2 separate regions of the Zea mays genome follow, and region 1 is linked to region 2. The links are chromatin contacts, called in public Hi-C maps. All regions are on one chromosome and are shown on one strand. The core of a region is the stretch at or near the end of the contact, and the rest is flanking DNA. Distances in the headings are between cores, read along the strand shown.

The links. A called contact is a pair of places that touch in the nucleus more often than the background predicts.
Region 1: a contact with region 2 is called in a Hi-C map of ear, with 2.7 times the contacts expected there. The contact joins the promoter of LOC100286183 here to the promoter of LOC103650830 in region 2. A contact is called at or near these places in 2 of 25 Hi-C or Micro-C datasets (bundle sheath and ear).

Annotation. Positions count from the first base shown.
Region 1 is chr3:160,735,765-160,740,082 of Zm-B73-REFERENCE-NAM-5.0, reverse strand. It overlaps LOC100286183, which reads right to left and starts at 2,300. Exons shown (of 16, transcript NM_001159071.2): 1 at 1,975-2,300; 2 at 1,605-1,804; 3 at 1,280-1,359; 4 at 1,071-1,184; 5 at 459-582; 6 at 298-356; 7 at 133-204. The coding sequence starts at 2,117.
Region 2 is chr3:160,575,187-160,580,042 of Zm-B73-REFERENCE-NAM-5.0, reverse strand. It overlaps LOC103650830 (protein DEK-like), which reads right to left and starts at 2,325. Exons shown (of 11, transcript NM_001329044.1): 1 at 1,767-2,325; 2 at 1,464-1,497. The coding sequence starts at 2,078.

The DNA.
Region 1 (4,318 bases), core at 1,051-3,550, 160 kb before region 2:
GTATTGGGTAATGCTGGAAATATTGACTGCAATTATAGAAGGAGAGCAAGATGTTTAGCATAACATCCAGAAAAGCAACCTACAGAAGTATGATAGCCCAAATCTCATTCAAGATTAGAGATAGTTGCAGACCTTTTTGCCCTTTGTCTTTTTCTTCTTTTTTGAAAGTCCTCCTAGCACCATGTGCGGTTGCACTTCATCAACCTGTTGAGAAATATCAAAGGTGCACCAAATAATATATCAACTGTTTTGCAATGAGGCACCTCATGGTTACAGCCCTCAAACAAGAGACCTTACCATATCTAAGTCCCATATTTCTATGGCAGGATCCATGGTTCCAACGGCTACAAAATTCCCTGTGATATTGAAGTGTGGAGAAAGCAACAGAATCAGATAAGAAGTTCCTTCCAATCCAAAGAAATAAATTGGTATCCCTTACTTTAACATGCCAGCTTTACCTTTTTCACCACCTTTCAGATTAAAATCCATCCAAGCTGTGCATAGCGGAAAATCAGCGAGAGGAACGTCATGATGCACAAAGATATTTTGTTCACCATCATTTGTTTCTTCAAGAATGTTGACCTGTCATCGACAATAATTTAACAAGTATGAAAACTAATAGCATAGGGCAGTCTGGCAAGTCATTCTGCCAGGGCGAAAAATGCAAAGTAACAAGACCAGACTGTATTTTTACATGGACAGACACTATGAGCACATGCTGGGGTCAATTTCCAAACACAAATTTACTAACTACAGCCAGAGCTAGTAATGCTATAATTTCATTCTTGATACATCAGTGGTCACCTAAAAGAGATGGTGGTAGTATACCATATTCTATTACTACAAGGAACTATTAGCGGTGTTAGCTGAAGGGAATCAGCTAATAGCTAGCTAGGTGGTAGTAGCACTAGCCAGACTATTAGCTGGGGATCCAAGCAGGATCTAGGCTAATTTAGCAGCTAATTGTTAGCTCTAGGAGATCCAAACAGGCCGACTCATACAAGGAAAAAAAGCATTATCATGGCTGTTTTTCCCAAGCAAAATCAGATTATATGGTAACCGATACTTGCCTGAAGAGAGAAGATATCGTCCTCACTATGTGCACAGACAATAACAAAATCAGTAGGCATGATCATCTTATCTTCGATTTCCTCATCATCATCGTCGTCCTCCTCATCATCCTCCTAATAAGGTACAAAATGGGTATCAATATGCATCCATTTCTTTCCATCAGCAGTACACAAAAAGCAAAGTAAAACAGCAGAGGAATTGAACTCACATTGTTCTTCTTCAGATATGGGTCCATTGCGTTGCTCGGATAGTACAAGTCCCCCAGCCCAGAGCCGAAAATATCGACCTCTAACATAATCACAGGTTAAAAAATCATCAGTCGCCTATTCGCCACAGCTCACCTGGCCGATTGAATTAATTAGGGCTTGTTCGGTTCTCTCTCAATCCATGTGGATTGAGTGGGATTGGATGGGTTTAAATCCCAAGCAAATCAAACTTCTTCTTAAAATTTTTCAATCTCATCCAATCCATGTGTAATGGTAATAACCGAACAAGGCCTTAGCAGGAGGATGAATGGAAGAGAAGGCGCACACCTTCATCTTCATCATCGTACGCGTCCATGTTGAGTTCGCGGAGCTCATCAGCGACGTCGTCCGCCTTGCTAGAGCCCTTGCAGAGCGCCTTGGCTACGGCCTTGGCTCGGGCAGCCTCATCAACCTCCTCCACCGTTTCCGCCGCACCGTCGAGTTCCATGGTGGCAGCATCATCATCCTCGTCAGCGTCGCTCCCGGAGCTGGATACAGGTTACATGGCAAGAAAAATGAAACCAAGTCACTGTCGCTAGAATTAATGATGGAGAAAGACAGGTTACACACGGCAACGAAACAAAATTCGTCACTATTGCTGGAAGTAGAGCACGCGATGCAAGGATAGAAACAGAGGGCGGAGGGAGGCGGCTCTCACTCTCTGCCCAGGTCGAAGGTCTTCATGGCCTCGGCGATCTCCTCCTGAGTGGGCGGGTCGGCAACGACGGGCACGCTCTTGGCGGCGCCCCTGGGCACCCAGGATATCGCGGAGATCATCCCCTTGATCGAGTCCTCCTCCATCGGACGATATGAGCGAGTCCTCTCCCTCCTTCAGTGGTTTGTCGCGGAGGTGGCGCGTGGGAGGAGGCGGAGGTGGCGCGTGGGAGGAGGCGGAGGTGGCGCGTGGGAGGAGGCGGAGGTGGCCGGCGGCGAGGGAGAGAGTATTGGAGAAGGAGGTTGTGGCTGTGCCGATCAAGGGAGAAGAGATTGAGAACGGTGAGGGGCTAGGGTTTAGATGCGAGTTGGGCCGATCCGTACTGTCTAGCCTTCGTAATGTCACTGGATGGGCCGGCTGTCTTTGGGCTTGCTCTAGCGACTTCACGTAATTTTCGCCCACCAGCTCTTAAAACCATTCAAAATTTCGCCCGCTAGTCGGGGAACCCATTTTTCCAAAGTATTTTCATTTTCTAAAAAAATAGTTTATTTTTTCTTGAGAAAATAGAAATTCCTTCGAAAAATTGAATTATCAAACTAGCCATAAATATGTTCCTTATAAAGACTAGTTTGGGAACCTCATTTTTCTACGGTGTTTTTATTTTCCCAAGGGAAATTAGTTCATTTTCTCTTGGAAAAAATGGGTTTTCAAACTAGTCCTAAAAAAGTTTTACCTCCTGGATTGCAAATAGGGGTGGGTGTTCGGGTTACCCGAAAATTTCGGGTCGGGTAATTCGGGTATTTTAAATTTCGGGTTTCGAGAATCGATACCCGAAATTACAACGGGTTTTACAATACCCGAAAAATCGGGTACTCGGAATTTCGGGTTCGGGTTCGAGTATTCCCAAACTACCCGAATTGTTGTGTTGGCTTAATAAAAACACATACACCCTATTAAATTAGTATAAAAATATAGTTTGAATAATGATATACATGGACATATAAAACACAAGCAATCTACAATCACAAGTTATGCACACTTACACATAATTATAGATGTACAAATTAATAATTAAACATGACATGAATACATGACACATGAAAGTTCGGGTATTTCGGGTACCCGATTGTGATACCCCAATTACCTGAAATAAATTCGGGTTTTGCAAGTTGGTACCCAAAATTCTCGAACAAAATTCGGGTTTCGGGTATTTCGGGTTCGAGTATTCCGGTTTCGGGTTACTGGATTTTTGCCCAACCCTAATTGCAAATGCGGTTTGTTTTTCTCCTTAATTTTGAAATCAATATCGTACTCCTGCAACCCTTACAACCATTAAAAATATATTTTTACACCTGTTACAAGTGGTTTTTTTAAGACATTTACATTATTTCCAAACTTAAAAAACGGTGGATAATTGATAAGATTTGTAAAGATAAAATGTGTATGAGCTCCAAAGCATCCTGATACAACATTCTAGAAATAGACTAGGACATGGCAAACCAAATAAATTAATTATATTTAGGGGTGTTTGAATACACTAGAGCTAATAGATAGTTAGCTAAAAAATTGCTAGTGAAATTAATCAGCTAAGAGCATCTTCAATAGTTATGTAAATTTAGCACCCTAAATTACAGATTTAATAAGTTGCTAAATCACTTTAAGAAGTAGAAAATAATGTGTGCTCCAACAGTTCTCTATTTGTTGGTTGCTAATTTTTAAATTTGACCATGTGAACAAAAAAGTGAGCATGCTTTCTATTTTTAATTGAGCTAACTCATCAATAACCTTCCATAATGTCTTGGGTGGTCAAAGTTGTCGATGGAAGACCAGAAGATCGCAACGACGGCATGAAGACACCACGTGGCACTGGAGATGGATTTATGGTCAATGGGACGGTGGGATGACACAAACGGTGGCCGAAATATGGTTTTCCCGGTGGATCTAGAACCGACATTGATTTAGAGAGTTCCAACAAGGTTTGTAAATGCATGGATGAAATTGGGTTTTGTATGGAGATCGTAAATTTAAAGGCCTGCTTTACAAAAATGTTGGAGAAGTGTTTTCTCCGAAAACTTCGTAAATTCATATTTAAAAGTTTTCTACATAACTATTAGATATTAGTTAGACTGTTTAGATGTCTTTAAGTAATTTTAGCAGCTAACTGTTAGATCTAGTGCATTCAAACACCCCTTAGATCTAGTAGTATAGCAAGAAAATTATCAACGTTCTAATTGGTGTCAAGACACGTTTCAAAAACATTTATACATGAGACGAACCATTTTAAACCGTATTTAGTATTACTTAGACTGTTTTAAAAAAATAAAATCATATTTAGCATTACTAAGAC
Region 2 (4,856 bases), core at 1,076-3,575:
CATGGACGGTCACTTTTTTTACCCAGTCATTCAGGCCCAATCAAGCAAGCTCACGCTTCCCTTCCCCATTGGCAGCAAGCCAACAACTCCCTCAGTCCCTCGTGGTTCTCTCTCCTCTGCACGGACCTCCCTTCCTCGCCAACACAACTCCAGCACGCTTCCCTTCCATGCCAGCACAACACCAGCACGCCTCCATTCCCGGCCGACACAACTCTCCACTGGTGCCTCCCTTCCATATGGTTGAAGAAACCGATTAATCAGATCGTTCAATTAATCAATTAGATCGGCTGATCAGCCCTCTGGCGACCAGCAACGATCAACTGATAAGAAAACGTTGATCCTAAATGACAGAATTGTAAACAGTTTTTGTAAGAAACAACAGGATTGTAAACACTGTTACACAAGGATACCCACATAATTGGCACTCACAAGCTACTTGTGAGTTGTGACATTAGAAGTTATCTTTATGGAATAGCTGGTGCCAGTCTAATATTTATTTTTATGCAGCATTTAAGCTTTAGGGCTTGTTTGGAAGCAATGGGAATGGATGGGTAACATGGGTTTGAGGGGGCCAGAATCCCTCATTATTCAAAATTGAATAGTGAGGGATTCTAGCCCCCTCAAACCCATCCATTCCACTTGCTCCCAAACAAGCCCTTTAAGTGTTTCTCCAATGGCCAGTGAATGGTCCAACATGGATCTAATGAATCAGATCATCCTCACTAGAGGAAGCGATTCTTTGAAAGACATCACGATATTTTTGTTCTTTGCACATGGATCACACATAGCTAAGTTCAGTGCAAGGAAAGGCTCATGTGGAACCTCATGTGGACAACCTTCTCTCTCAAGCATCAACTCACCACAGCTGATGCCCTACAGAACTTATCATGTTGGACAGAGCAGCACGTTGTCTGCTACAACCTATGGGAATAAACTTGTGAAATGTACTGCAAGTTATTGAAGCCACACCACGAGTTTTTATTCCTATAAAGCCACCGATGATAAGTTCAAGGAAGAGCCAGCACCTATAAGAAAAGTATAAAGCCAAGCCATGCTCAAATTGGATATGTCCTTGTTTAGCAGGTCATGTTGCACAAGAATATCAAAGTTTGCATTCTCCTCGTTAGGGGGTCCATCCCCAAACTAATAGCTTTGGCTTCAGCGTCAGATATCTAGCAGAACCAGTTTTATTCTAGAAAACTCTACAGTGTCAAAGATCACATCATAGCCATAAAAACGAGGCAAACAGGTCCCTCGGGAGACTAACCGTACTGTCCAAAAGAATGTTTTTTCGAAACTATTTTGACCCCTGAGCGGACAGAGCATTAACCATTGTCAGACAAAGACCTAGCTATGTAGATCTTGTAGAGTCGGTTAACACTCAATGAAATGGCACAGGCAAGCAGATAGATCGCTCCAGTGGGACAAAAAGAAAGGAACACGTTTGAAGAGCCTCAGCTTACCATTGGGTATGTCCTTGAGCTTCGTTCCAGAACCCTGCAGCACAAAAGCGGGAAAATTGTTGAGGAAAAAACAAGCAAATCTTCGTATCAGAAGCAGAGTCACAGACGGTAGTGCTAGTAGCATGGAAAAGTGCGTGTTCAGTTCCAGGAGGCGAAACATCCTTAAACGTAGCTATTTTTAGCATTCAGCTAGTACGACAGCAGCCGGGACGGGAGCCGCGGGAAAACAAGAGATCAGGGGCGGGTGCGACACGCCCGAGCGAGAAAGGGAGAGGGAGAAAGGGAAGAGTCACCAAGGCTCACCTGGAGAATAGCGGGGGACTTTTTGGCGGGTGTGGCGCGCGGCGCGAGCTCCGCGTACCTCTCGACCGTCTTCCTCTCCCTGGACGGGCGCTCCACCGTGGGGCCCGCCGACTTCTTGGACGACGGCGGCGTCTTCTCCGCCGCCTCGCCCTTCTTCCTCCGGCCGCCCCGCTTCTTCTCCGGCTGCTGCTTCTGCGGCGTGGCCTGCTCCTCCTCCCCCGCGGGGGGCGCGGGGTCGGCGTCCATGGGGTCGTCGACGGGCGGATCCGCGGCGGGCGGGGACGCGGGCTTGGCAGCGTCCGCGGAGGCCATGGGCGGGAAGCAGGATTGGATTAGCCGGCTAGGGTTTTTGGGCCCGCGGGGCGTAGGAGCCGTGGGACGGGAAGTAGGAAAAAAGGGGGAATTTTCAGGAGGCGGGGCGGACGCGGGGCAGGGGAGCGAGCGACGAGCGAGCTTGAGAGGGCGGCTAACCGCGTGTGCTGATAAATGGCAAGGTGACGTGTGACGCGATGGGATCGGGATGGATGGATCTCGCGCGGGAGCGGGGCGGGCGGATTGGATCGGAGCGCGCGCGCGCGCGCCTGCCTGTCCCGCCGGAACCGATTTCTTTTCGCGCGCGGTTTTGCAGTTTTACCGTTTTGCCCTTTTTCTGCCGTTTTGCCCCATTTGGGTCATTTTGTTTTTTTGCCTGAAGCTGAGACAAAACTTCCAAATTCTCATCTAACTTGCAGTTCGCCAGTTTCTCGCGAACACACGTGTGCAGTATGCATCCGTCGTGCTCGTCAGAGACCTCGATTCGCTGCCATTATTATTATTATTGCTAATACACACGCTACGCTTTCATACTTGTAATGTGAGTGAGAACCCAGACAGCGTTTTAATACTTCTTTTTTACGAAACAAAACTATTTGGCCAAACATCGTTCAGGCCACCCAGGGGGAGGGGGGCGAATGGTAACTAGCCATGGGCGGGACCACAGGGCAGGGCTCCTGAGCCTCTGTACCTTGGGCGGCAAGCGAAAATGGCAAATTCATGCGGCGCCGGGGCGCGACCTTGCGGCGGTTCAAATTTTTTGGGACGGCACGGTGCAGGTCGAGTCGACGAGCCAATTTGGCACGCGCGCAACTTTCAGATCCCGCCCGCCAAACTTTGTGTGCTTGGACTCCTATTTCATTTGGATTTGGTCGAATGATACTACGCGAACAGGCCCGTTAGGCTGTGCCTCCCAATGGGCTCTCAAACCTCGGGCCCAGTAAGGCAATCACGTCAGGATATGGGCCCTTACGGCCACAGCTCGATTTTCATGGAATTTGTTTCGATTCGAGTTTACCCATAAAAGTCGCAGATCAGAACGTGGATACTGATTGCTAGCAGAGGATAGCATATTTATATACGAGACTAGTGGTAAATTTATTTGTCTCCTTAACCTGCCCGAAAGCGTATAAAATTTCTACTCTCCTAATAATCAATAAATAGCGGAGTGGTGTGTCTAAGAAAAAAAATGACATGACAATTAAAGGATCGGAAAAACGGCGAGAGAAGGTGAACGTGAATCACTAAAAAATTCTCAATCTAATCGCATGTGACTTGATTCCCAAAATCAATCCAATACAGGTGTAACCATGTCAAGTCTAACTTTTCAACCGGGTGTATCCTATACAGAGATGCAACCAGAACTAAAATCAATAGTTTCGACCATTCACTATATTGCTCAAGTTCTTCTAAACGTGCAAGCAGAAGCAGTTTTGGTACAATGATACGGTGACAAATGCAAATTCATCTCAATCTTTCTGTTTTCACTTATCTTGATTCAAATTTTAGCATAATGTAAACAAGACAATGAATGACTTGAAACATGAGACATAGCAACCTAGCATACTAGTGATAGCAAAAAAAGGATCTCAACGCGTCCTACACATGTCAGTTGCCAATCTCAATGGTAAACAACTTTTAAATTGAGCAAGAATTAATCATGTTCACATTTATGAAAATAGACTTATCTCAACAACATTGTACCAATACGAGCAAAGAGAGCCTAAGCTTGTCATACCATCATCATATACGCATGGAACATACTACAAAGAGTATAGTCATATTCTAACTGATATACAAATGAAGCTCAAAATGCTACATGAACAGATGCAATGTAGATATGTTACAAAAATCAAGAAATAAAATCTACAAACAACAAAGAGAGAAGAAAGGGCAGTATAAGTCACACCCGGTTTTAGAAGGCAAACCGAATGTGAACCATGTACGTGCTAAGATCAGCAATTCACGTACACAACAATTTACATAACCGGATATCATCACACAGTGCTCAAATAATAACATAAAAGAGGTAATAGTTGATTACATTATGATGCCCGAGACGTCCACATAGTCATTAACAAAGCTAAACACGGCCTTCACAGGCAGCCGACTGGGGTTTGCCGCTAACCCACGCCTAGAACTCATCAGTCTTGGAACTCCTGGAAATCCTCCACCACGGCTTTATCTTCTCCTGAGCAGTGGTTGCAATGTGGACAACCTGCGGGGGTGGTGTTGTAAAGCAAGGATGAGTACACGTCAACATACTCAGCAGTTGTCACGTTTGGTTGTGGTGGACTAGCTTTATGTGGAGTTAAGATCAAACAGTTGGTCAGGTAATTATTACTGGTAGAGTGCCAGGTTTTAGCATTAAACCCAGGTTATTACCCCAAAGTACTCCTTCCAAACGAAAAGAATACCATAAACCAGAATCATAATCAAAAACATCAAAACCTTAATTAACCTCATCATCATCTGCAATCATAGTATCTCTAATCAATGGAGCTCCCAAGGTCGCTCATAACCGTGAGCACGGCTGATATATCAGTTTTATAATACTCTGCAATTGTTGCACACTTTACCCACGAGCTATGATTCCTTTTTGCCTCGGGCTGATCAAACCCTTAAACACTACCAAGGTGAATAGACAAGGTTTCACTACATAGCCTTTACAAAGATTCCCTGAGGCTGTAGCTATCCGTTAGGTCCCCTAAATGTATCGCACTCCTCCCTAAGGGGTAAACCACCCTCGGTAGAGCGAGCCGCATACAACGAGCCCCA